3 separate regions of the Mus musculus genome follow, and regions 1 and 3 are each linked to region 2. The links are chromatin contacts, called in public HiChIP or PLAC-seq maps. All regions are on one chromosome and are shown on one strand. Each heading gives the region's core, a stretch centred on a gene start, on an enhancer-like site or on the middle of the called end of the contact. The rest is flanking DNA. Distances are from core to core; before and after follow the strand shown. Region 1 overlaps Pibf1 (progesterone immunomodulatory binding factor 1). Region 2 has its middle 73 kb from the start of Gm41230. Region 3 has its middle 53 kb from the start of Gm22970.

The links. HiChIP or PLAC-seq counts read pairs in DNA pulled down with a chosen protein or histone mark.
Region 1: a contact with region 2 is called in an HNF4G HiChIP or PLAC-seq map of pancreatic cancer cells. The contact joins two enhancer-like sites.
Region 3: a FOXA1 HiChIP or PLAC-seq map of pancreatic cancer cells shows a contact between it and region 2. The contact joins two enhancer-like sites. A contact is called at or near these places in 1 of 15 datasets of contacts at CTCF or cohesin (the NIH/3T3 cell line) and 1 of 115 datasets of contacts at active chromatin or transcription factors (pancreatic cancer cells).

The regions. Positions count from the first base shown.
Region 1 is chr14:99,127,976-99,130,675 of GRCm38.p6, forward strand. All of the region lies in intron 5 of Pibf1 (progesterone immunomodulatory binding factor 1), which reads left to right. Among named protein-coding and RNA genes, the nearest start is that of Dis3, 30 kb to the left of the region's middle. Within about 2 kb of position 1,311, at least 15 of the 459 cell types and tissues checked have an H3K27ac peak or open chromatin away from gene starts, as enhancers often do. A contact at or near this core is called in pancreatic cancer cells, where this site is marked.
Region 2 is chr14:99,447,971-99,450,670 of GRCm38.p6, forward strand. No RefSeq gene overlaps it. Among named protein-coding and RNA genes, the nearest start is that of Gm41230, 73 kb to the right of the region's middle. Within about 2 kb of position 1,296, at least 63 of the 459 cell types and tissues checked have an H3K27ac peak or open chromatin away from gene starts, as enhancers often do. A contact at or near this core is called in pancreatic cancer cells, where this site is marked.
Region 3 is chr14:99,825,603-99,828,302 of GRCm38.p6, forward strand. No RefSeq gene overlaps it. Among named protein-coding and RNA genes, the nearest start is that of Gm22970, 53 kb to the left of the region's middle. Within about 2 kb of position 1,324, at least 9 of the 459 cell types and tissues checked have an H3K27ac peak or open chromatin away from gene starts, as enhancers often do. A contact at or near this core is called in pancreatic cancer cells, where this site is marked.

The DNA of each region.
Region 1 (2,700 bases), core at 61-2,560, 320 kb before region 2:
ACTAGGTGCTAGGATTATGAGAAACTTAATCTTTTGCTTATCTTGTGGGAGGCAAAGAATGGCTGCTCCTAGCACATGCAATCCACTTTTCAGTGATGAGAGAACGTAAGGTGGACATCTTCCCACAGAACACAGGGGAGAAAGCAGTGGGGAATACAGCAATAGTCTACTGCCTTTTGCCTTATCCACAGAATTGTGTAGCTATAAAATGTGGATCCATTTTGAGGCAGTACACTATTTTCTGTTTTCCAATGCTATGGTAGCGAGGTCTAACTCCATAAACCAGGCTTTGAAGTCCAACTGCCTCACCTCACAAGTATTCAGCTTACAGACATATACCAACATATCCAACTCTTACCTTTAGTTCCTAAGAGTACCCAAAGCAGATCTTCCTACCCCAACGAACAAAAGTTGTAACTCTAAAGAGAGATTTGTTTACACTTATTGGAAAAAAAGTCATACATTATATTGTTCATTGTTTTTCTCCTCCCCAATTCCTCCCAAATCCACCAGCTCCCTACTCACCTTACTTTTAAATTTTTCTTTCTTTCTTTAAAAAAAAAAAATCAAAAAACAAAACAAGAAATAGACATACCATAAATTGGAGCTTGAAATAAACAAGAAAAACAACAATCATTTTTTAAATCCCAAACATGTAAAATGAGATAAAAAGTCTACAAAAATACCACTGGCTTCATTTTTGTTGGCCATCTAGGTATGAAGCATTGTTAATACTTAGTGAGATTCTACTCCATTGGAATAAAGCCGTTGCTTCTTTTCCAGTGGGAATTAATTGCAGACAGTGTCTTGGTCAGGGATATAAACCCATATCATTTTCTCCTCTTATTGCTGTACCAGTTTGAGGTCTTTTCCAGGCTGCCACAGTCTCTGCATCCGTAAGATACTCTTTCCTTAGTCATCCGTCACCTCTGGCTCCTATAAATCGTTCTGTCTCCTCTTCAGCATAGATCTAAAAGGATACTTTTTACTTGAAAGAAATTTTTGATTTAAGAGAAATTCATGATATAAAGTATGTGTTTCTACACTGAACTTCTGGCTGTATTTCCCTATGAGGCATTTATACTGAAGGAAAAATCGTATATATGTGTGTGTACATGTACATGTGTGCAAACTCTTCTCCATGGCATTGTACATGTACATGTGTGCAAACTCTTCTCCATGGCAGGTGCCTGTACTTCCCATATTTCAAAGTCACATGTTGCAGAATATCTGATCATACTATGAACCCTGAGATTGTGTTATTTACTGGGAAAAACAAACCTGTTTCTAGTTGTGGTTTGGCTTGCCCTTTAACCAGTCTGGCTAGAATACAGACACACCCTTAGTACACAATCAATGAAGGTGAGGTTAGTTTGTAGGAGGAAACATCCATGTGTGAAAGTGATGCCTAATTGAGTAGCAGACAAAGTGACAAATCAGAAAAAGACTTGACAGAGTAGGATATCTCCGACTCTCAGGAGAGCAGAGAGGGAAAGGAAGCTCCTTAAGGGGCAGTTTTACCGGGACAGTTGTACAGAGGCAGGCTGCAGAGAGACAAGCTAGACAGAGGTGAAAACAGAACAAGCCAGAGAATGCGAAGCAGCCAGAAGATTAGGACAGATTACTAGAGTTAGTTTGGGGCCAAGCAGAGCAAAAGTCAGAGGCCAAGAGAGATGCCAGATAGAATCAGTCAGCTTGGAGAGTTTTGAGCCAGAACAGCTGAGTTGAGCCAGGTAGCCAGAGATCAGAAAGATCTAGAAAGGGTGAGCTTATTTAGCAGTAAATCTCAGAGGCTGAAACATTCTAGGCTAGATTAGATTGTATGGAGGCCAGAAGCTTCCAGGACTAGCCTAGGTTAGCAGACTGTGGCAAATAAACCTCCAAGACTTACGTCAGGTGACAATTAGGTCAGGTGAATGAAAGTTAAAGATGACGTCACGTTCAGATGTGACTGTCTAAGCGTTTGTGCTTTTATTTCCCTCCCCACTGTGTTTCAGTTCTTTTTCAGTGCTGTGGATGGAGCCCAGAGCTTTGCATGTGCTAGGCATATGCTAGACATGTGCTGTTTTCTGAGCTATATCCCCAGGTCAGGTCTGCAGGTTTGTACACCTTTGCATATCTCCCTTCACATCGGCATCTGCTTCTCTGCTTGTGCACATCATCAGAATACTCAGCCACAGTTCTCAGCTATGTGTTTATAACAAAATTTCTAATTCACATGGTTGAATCAGTCCAAAAGTATGTTTTCTATCCTCTTAACTGCCTTATCCATCTTTAACATCTCTCTTGTTGATGGCCTTTAATTTCAACTTTCTTTTTATCAAAATAGCCCAAGGCACCTCTGTTTGTCTAGCTGAGCATTACTGGGGAGAAAATCCCATTAGCAGCACCAAGTACTTCTAATTCGTTGTTAGCAGCCTCCAGTGGGGCACCGCTGGGCTTTTCCCCCTGATCCTTCCAGTCTCCTGAGAGCTGTTTTAGGCCTTCCCTCCCTTCCTCTGGCTACAAACCTCCAACTCACACTTCTCACTTCTGTCAACTCACTTGATGCTTCACTTGACAAAGAAAATGGGAATTCTCTTTAGAGGATTCCAGCCTGGAAGCCTAAACATATACCTGGACCCATTCTGATTTATTTGTGTTTTTACTGGTTTTGTCGGGAAGTAGCAGAAAACGCATATAGGAACGGTCTCAGGCAGG
Region 2 (2,700 bases), core at 46-2,545:
ACATTTTCTGTATCCATTCTTCTGTTGAGGGGCATCTGGGTTCCTTCCAGCTTCTGGCTATTATATTATAAATAAGGCTGCTATGAACATAGTGGAGCATGTGTCCTTATCACCACTGGAACTTCTTCTGGGTATTGCTGGATCTTCTGGTAGTGCTATGTCCAATTTTCTGAAGAACCTCCAGACTGACTTCCAGAGTGGTTGTACAAGCTTACAATCTCACCAGCAGTGGAGGAGTGTTCCTCTTTCTCCACATCTACTTGAGTCTTTCATGTACTGGTTCCTACTTGTACCAAGGTTGAGGCATAAAGAAGGAGCAGGACCCACTAATCTCCGTTATGGATATTACCTTCCATTGTGTGTACAGTAGAGAGTAAGGGAGGGAAACAAACAGCTAACAGAGGAGCAGGTAGGCTAAGTTATCTGTATATTTTCCTAGACAGTGTTTCTCTGGGTAGCCCTGGCTATCCTGGAACTCATTCTGTAGATCAGGCTGGCCTCAAATTAGTTGGTTTGGTGGATCTAAAGCTTCATCTAGCCACTAGTCAAAACAGCTGGAGAAGTGGCTCTAATGGCTGAGCACTTGCTGGTTACATGGGAGCCTTGGGTTCCATATCTAGCACCACAAACACAAAACAAAAATTGACTGAGGACAGGGTTCCCAATGAAGGAGCTAGAGAAAGAACCCAAGGAGTTGAAGGAATTTGCAACCCATAGGAAGAACAACAATATGAACTAACCAGTAACCCCAGAGCTCCCTGGGACTAAACCACCAACCAAAGACTACACATGCAGGGACCCATGACTCCTGCCTTATATGTAGCAGAGGATGGCCTAGTCAGTCATCAATGGGAGGAGAGGCCCTTGATCCTGTGAAGGCTCTATGCCCCAGTGTTCGGGAATGTCAGGACCAAGAAGTGGGAGTGGATGGGTTGGGGAGTAGAGGAAGCAGGGAGGGGATTGGGGGAGAAGGTTTTCAGAGAGGAAACCAGGAAAGGGAATAACATTTGAAATGCAAATAAAGAAAATATCTAATAAAAAAGTGAATAAAGATAAATATATAAAGGCAATAAAAAAAATCAGATCTAGATAGGGGAAGGAGGAGACAGAGGCAGATGCAGGTACAGGCTACCAGTGGAATTCAGGGGACACACAGGATGGGAGGCAGGAGATCAGCTCTGCTCCGTGTCAGGATCAGGTAAGGCCTAGGCTCTGTCACTGGCTGCACCACACTGAGAGTCACAGCTACTCCACCCAGCCCCGGAGCCACAAGACAGTCCACATTCACGTGCTCCCCACTTAACCACAGAGCACAGAAACAGATGAAACCTGTGCCGTGAAAAAGGGCCAGCCCTGGCTTTGAACAAAGAGCTTTTAAAACAAAACCACAAAGGGAGTGAGTCACCACTCTCTCAACCTTTCTTCTCCTGTGTGGCTTTAAGCCTCTTGTTTGTTTGGGGGTCTGACCTTGATCTCATCGTTTGTATCTATTTGTTCAAATGAACCCAGAATTCCTTAAAATACCAAACTAATTTCTTTATTTCAGGTTTCCACATTAGGCACATGTACGTTGCCAACCCCCGGACGACTCACAGTTTCTCAGAACATGCCTGGGTAATTTTTCTTAGTGGCTTTTCCATGATAAGATTTGGAGTTTTGAATAAAAAACTTTGTGGGAGGGGTTGTATAGAGAAAAGAAAACAACCCTACAACAATGAAGTGTTTCTATTGAAGTGTTTTGAACATAGAATCTGAAAAAGGGGTGACTAACATGACTGGCTAGGAGCTTAGGATAGAATTGTGTCTTCTGAAAATGTCTAGGCCACTTGGTTAATTTGTTGATTTATTCATTTTTCCAGTTCTTTACCGACAGTGGTATATGTTGGTACTTCACTATATTGTCAATATGTGACATTTATTTAATCAGGAACTGACTCTCTAGTTCAGGCTTGGTTTGTGGGCAAGACTGTTTCCCCGGTGTTCATTGATATGGTGGCAGTGGTCAAGGAAAGTGAAATTCTGAGCCTTACTTTAACAGAGGCTGAGAGAAGATGACTCTGCCTCCTTATTTGGAGTCCAGGAAGTGGTTTAGGGTTGAGATCCAAAAAAAAAATTAAGTTTGTTTGATGTTACCAGCAGTGACCTGCCTTGATGTGGTGTCCTCAGATGCAACTCGAACCAAGAATTGTGACATCTGAAAGTGGTGGGAGAGTTTGAGGAACGTGATCAGTCGGAACATGTTACCTGAAATTTCAGCCTCTGAGGTCACCATTCCCAGGATGAAGGGCTGGCCTCTCGCTGCCTGTGCTTATCCTGTTTGGAGACCATGGAATTATGTGCAGTTCATGTACTACTTGAAGTAGCAGTTTCAGGCTTCTTCTTGAGCTGGGAAGTCTCTTTGCTCTTTCTCTCTCTCAAGATTTACTTTTTTTTTTCTATGAATACACTGTAGCTGTCTTGGAGGGCATCAGATCCCATAACAGATGGTTGTGAGTCACCATGTGGTTCCTGGGAATTGAACTCAGGACCTCTGAATGCTGGGAATTGAACTCAGGACCTCTGGAAGAGCAGTCAGTACTCTTAACCACTGAGCCATCTCTCCCGCCCCCTGCTTGGTATCTTATTTCTTCACTTCATACAGACAGCAACTTTGTTCTACCTACTCCTTGAGTGACTCCTGTAAAAACAACCTGAGGGATG
Region 3 (2,700 bases), core at 74-2,573, 380 kb after region 2:
CCCAGAAGGAGGCAGAACAGCGATACAGAAGACGGATGAAACGGGGAGATCCAACAGAAAAGAAAGATGTGGTGTGAAGGAAGATACTCCTCCATCAATGGAAAAGCCATGGGGGAAGAATGTAAGCACTGTGCTGCCCCTGGGACCAAAGCCTTGCCTTAGTTAACACATGAGACCTTAGCGCTACAACTTGGAGGGATTCATTTCTCAACTCAAGTGGATTCAACAGCATACGCCTTCTTAGACCTTCCCCAAAGGGATGGAGCCCTGCCAGCACTTGGGTTCAGCTTTGCAGGATTCTGATCAGAGGATGCAACTGAGATGAACTGTGAGGAATCCACTGCTGTTGTTTTTAAGCTGGTGAGTGTGTATCCGTTTGTTACAATAGAAGACGAATGCATCACCACTGAACCGAGTATGGGAACCATTCACGGGCTCTCTCTGTCCTCCATTTCCCATAACCTCCCACTCCCATCCCCAAATGATAAACACTTATATCATTTTTCCCTCTAGAACACGTGTTGTACTAGTTTTTTGGCTCTGTAGAATTCAGCTTCATCTCTTGGCAAATTGTTCCAAAACTCATCCCCCTTCCCCTGTCTGATTCCCTCTCTTGGTTTTCAGGCTATCTTCCAAACAACTGATAACATACTTTTCTAGGAAAACGTTATGACAACTCTTTATTTAAAACATTTCAAAGATTCCAAATACCTGACAGATTAAAATCCGGCTCCTCCTAAATAAGAAAAACATGGCATTGGCTCTTGTCTAGAGCTCCAGCCTTTCACCCCACTCCCCTGCCTCTCTTTTCATTGTTAGCAGGATGTGAGAAGTATAATTTGCCATCAGGACCATTCTGCTGTCGGGATGTCTGAGACATCCCCAGATCTGATCTGTAGAGATGGAGGGATTGCAACTAGGGCTTCTTGATCTTGCACATAGAGGAAGAATCATGTAGCTAAGTAAACTAATATACTAACAATTCAGGTTTTCTCTTGTGCTTCACCTTGTGGATGCCTGGTATTCCGGTCTCCCTGGGAAATGGCCAAAAGTCTTTCCAACACTGACATAGGTCACTTCCCTGAATTTATACTCTGTAGCATCAATAGTACTTCTGGGCAGGACTGAGGTATATTGGCCAAGGGATAAATATTAACAGCATTTCCAGAGATGGGGTTGGCCTGTGGAGCCAGGTTTAAGAAAGAGATGGTGGGTGTATCCTTTTGTTTGAGGTGCTACAATAAATACCACAGACCACATGACTTAAACCACAGGCATTTGTTGCTCACAGTTCTGCAGGCTGGGAAGGTCCTGATCTAGGAGCTGGCAGGTCTGTCTAGAACGACATTAGTCCCATCACTGGAGCTCCACCCTCTGTCTGAAAGGCTCTAACATCACACTAGTGATTAAAGTTACAACATGACTTTGGACAGTCATGGCTATTCAGCTCAGCAGTGGGCTATGAGCTGACAGCTAGCTCACTGTATTTTTGAACCTGGAATTCCAGAAAGTTCTAGAATTCTGAATTTCAGCTCAGCCTGCTAGAATATTATGAAGATACATTTATCTAGGCAGGAGAATAAGCCATATTTTATGTAACCAAGTTTGTGAACTTGGTTAACAACTTGTCTTTAGGTTCAAGTCGACGTGGCTATTTGGATTGTTTCTCTAATTTCCACAAAGGTTAAATGGAGCACATTCCTATCAACACACCATGGTTTCATGCTGTTCCTTTTTGTGCTCTGAGTTCTTCTTATATTCTAGACAGGCTTGCCAGTATTCCTCACTGGGTTCAGGGTCGTTCCAATGCTCCGTCACACCAAGAAGCCTTCAGTAACTAGTCTCTCAAATATTCCCTACCAATTCAACATGTGCAAATGCGAAGGTGTTAACTGGGCCTCTTCTAAGCTGTCAGATGAAGAAAAGAGCACATTTTATTCATTCTGTTGTCTTACTCCTGTGGTTTCTGGTACATGTTATGGATTTAATTAACATTTATAGAACTGAAAACAACTAGCAAGTGATGAGTGCTTTATTCAGGAGACATTCCACAAGCGCTTAAGGAATAACAGCACAAAGGGAAGAAAAAGATCATCTGTGGATGAAAGGGGGATGACAGGTTCCTTATGCCAGGCCAAACGATAGTAATAGTTGGCATTTCTCGATCAGTATTTGCCAGAAGCTACTATACGAATTCTATGCGTGTGACATTGACTTCTCCTGATTCTAGGCGGCATGAGCTACCATCTCCATGTTGTAAAATAGGAAAGTGAGGGATATTAAATGGTTTGCCTGAAGTCCCACAGTCAGTAGGTGCTGGAGATCAGAGGAGCCCAAAACCTCTGTGTGACTGCACAACATCGCCCATGTATAGCAGAGGAGCTGACCCCACGGTCCTTTGCTGAACAAAAGAGAAACTATAAATAATCATACATTAGTTAGTAGGAAGTGAGTAACACACATCGGGGAATAAAAACAGGGACATCAGAAATGTGTAAATAATAAGACAGAGAACTGGGAGAGCAATTTGGATTCAAATAAGAGAATGAGAATGCACTTCATTGACAGCAGGGACATGTCCCACAGGAAGCTGGGAGGTCTTCTACAGAGGACCTCACTGCAGCAAGAGTTTCTGGAAAGTTCCTAGCACAGGATGTGAGAAGGGAATGTATGGGGGATGATTGGGTCTTCAAATCCAAA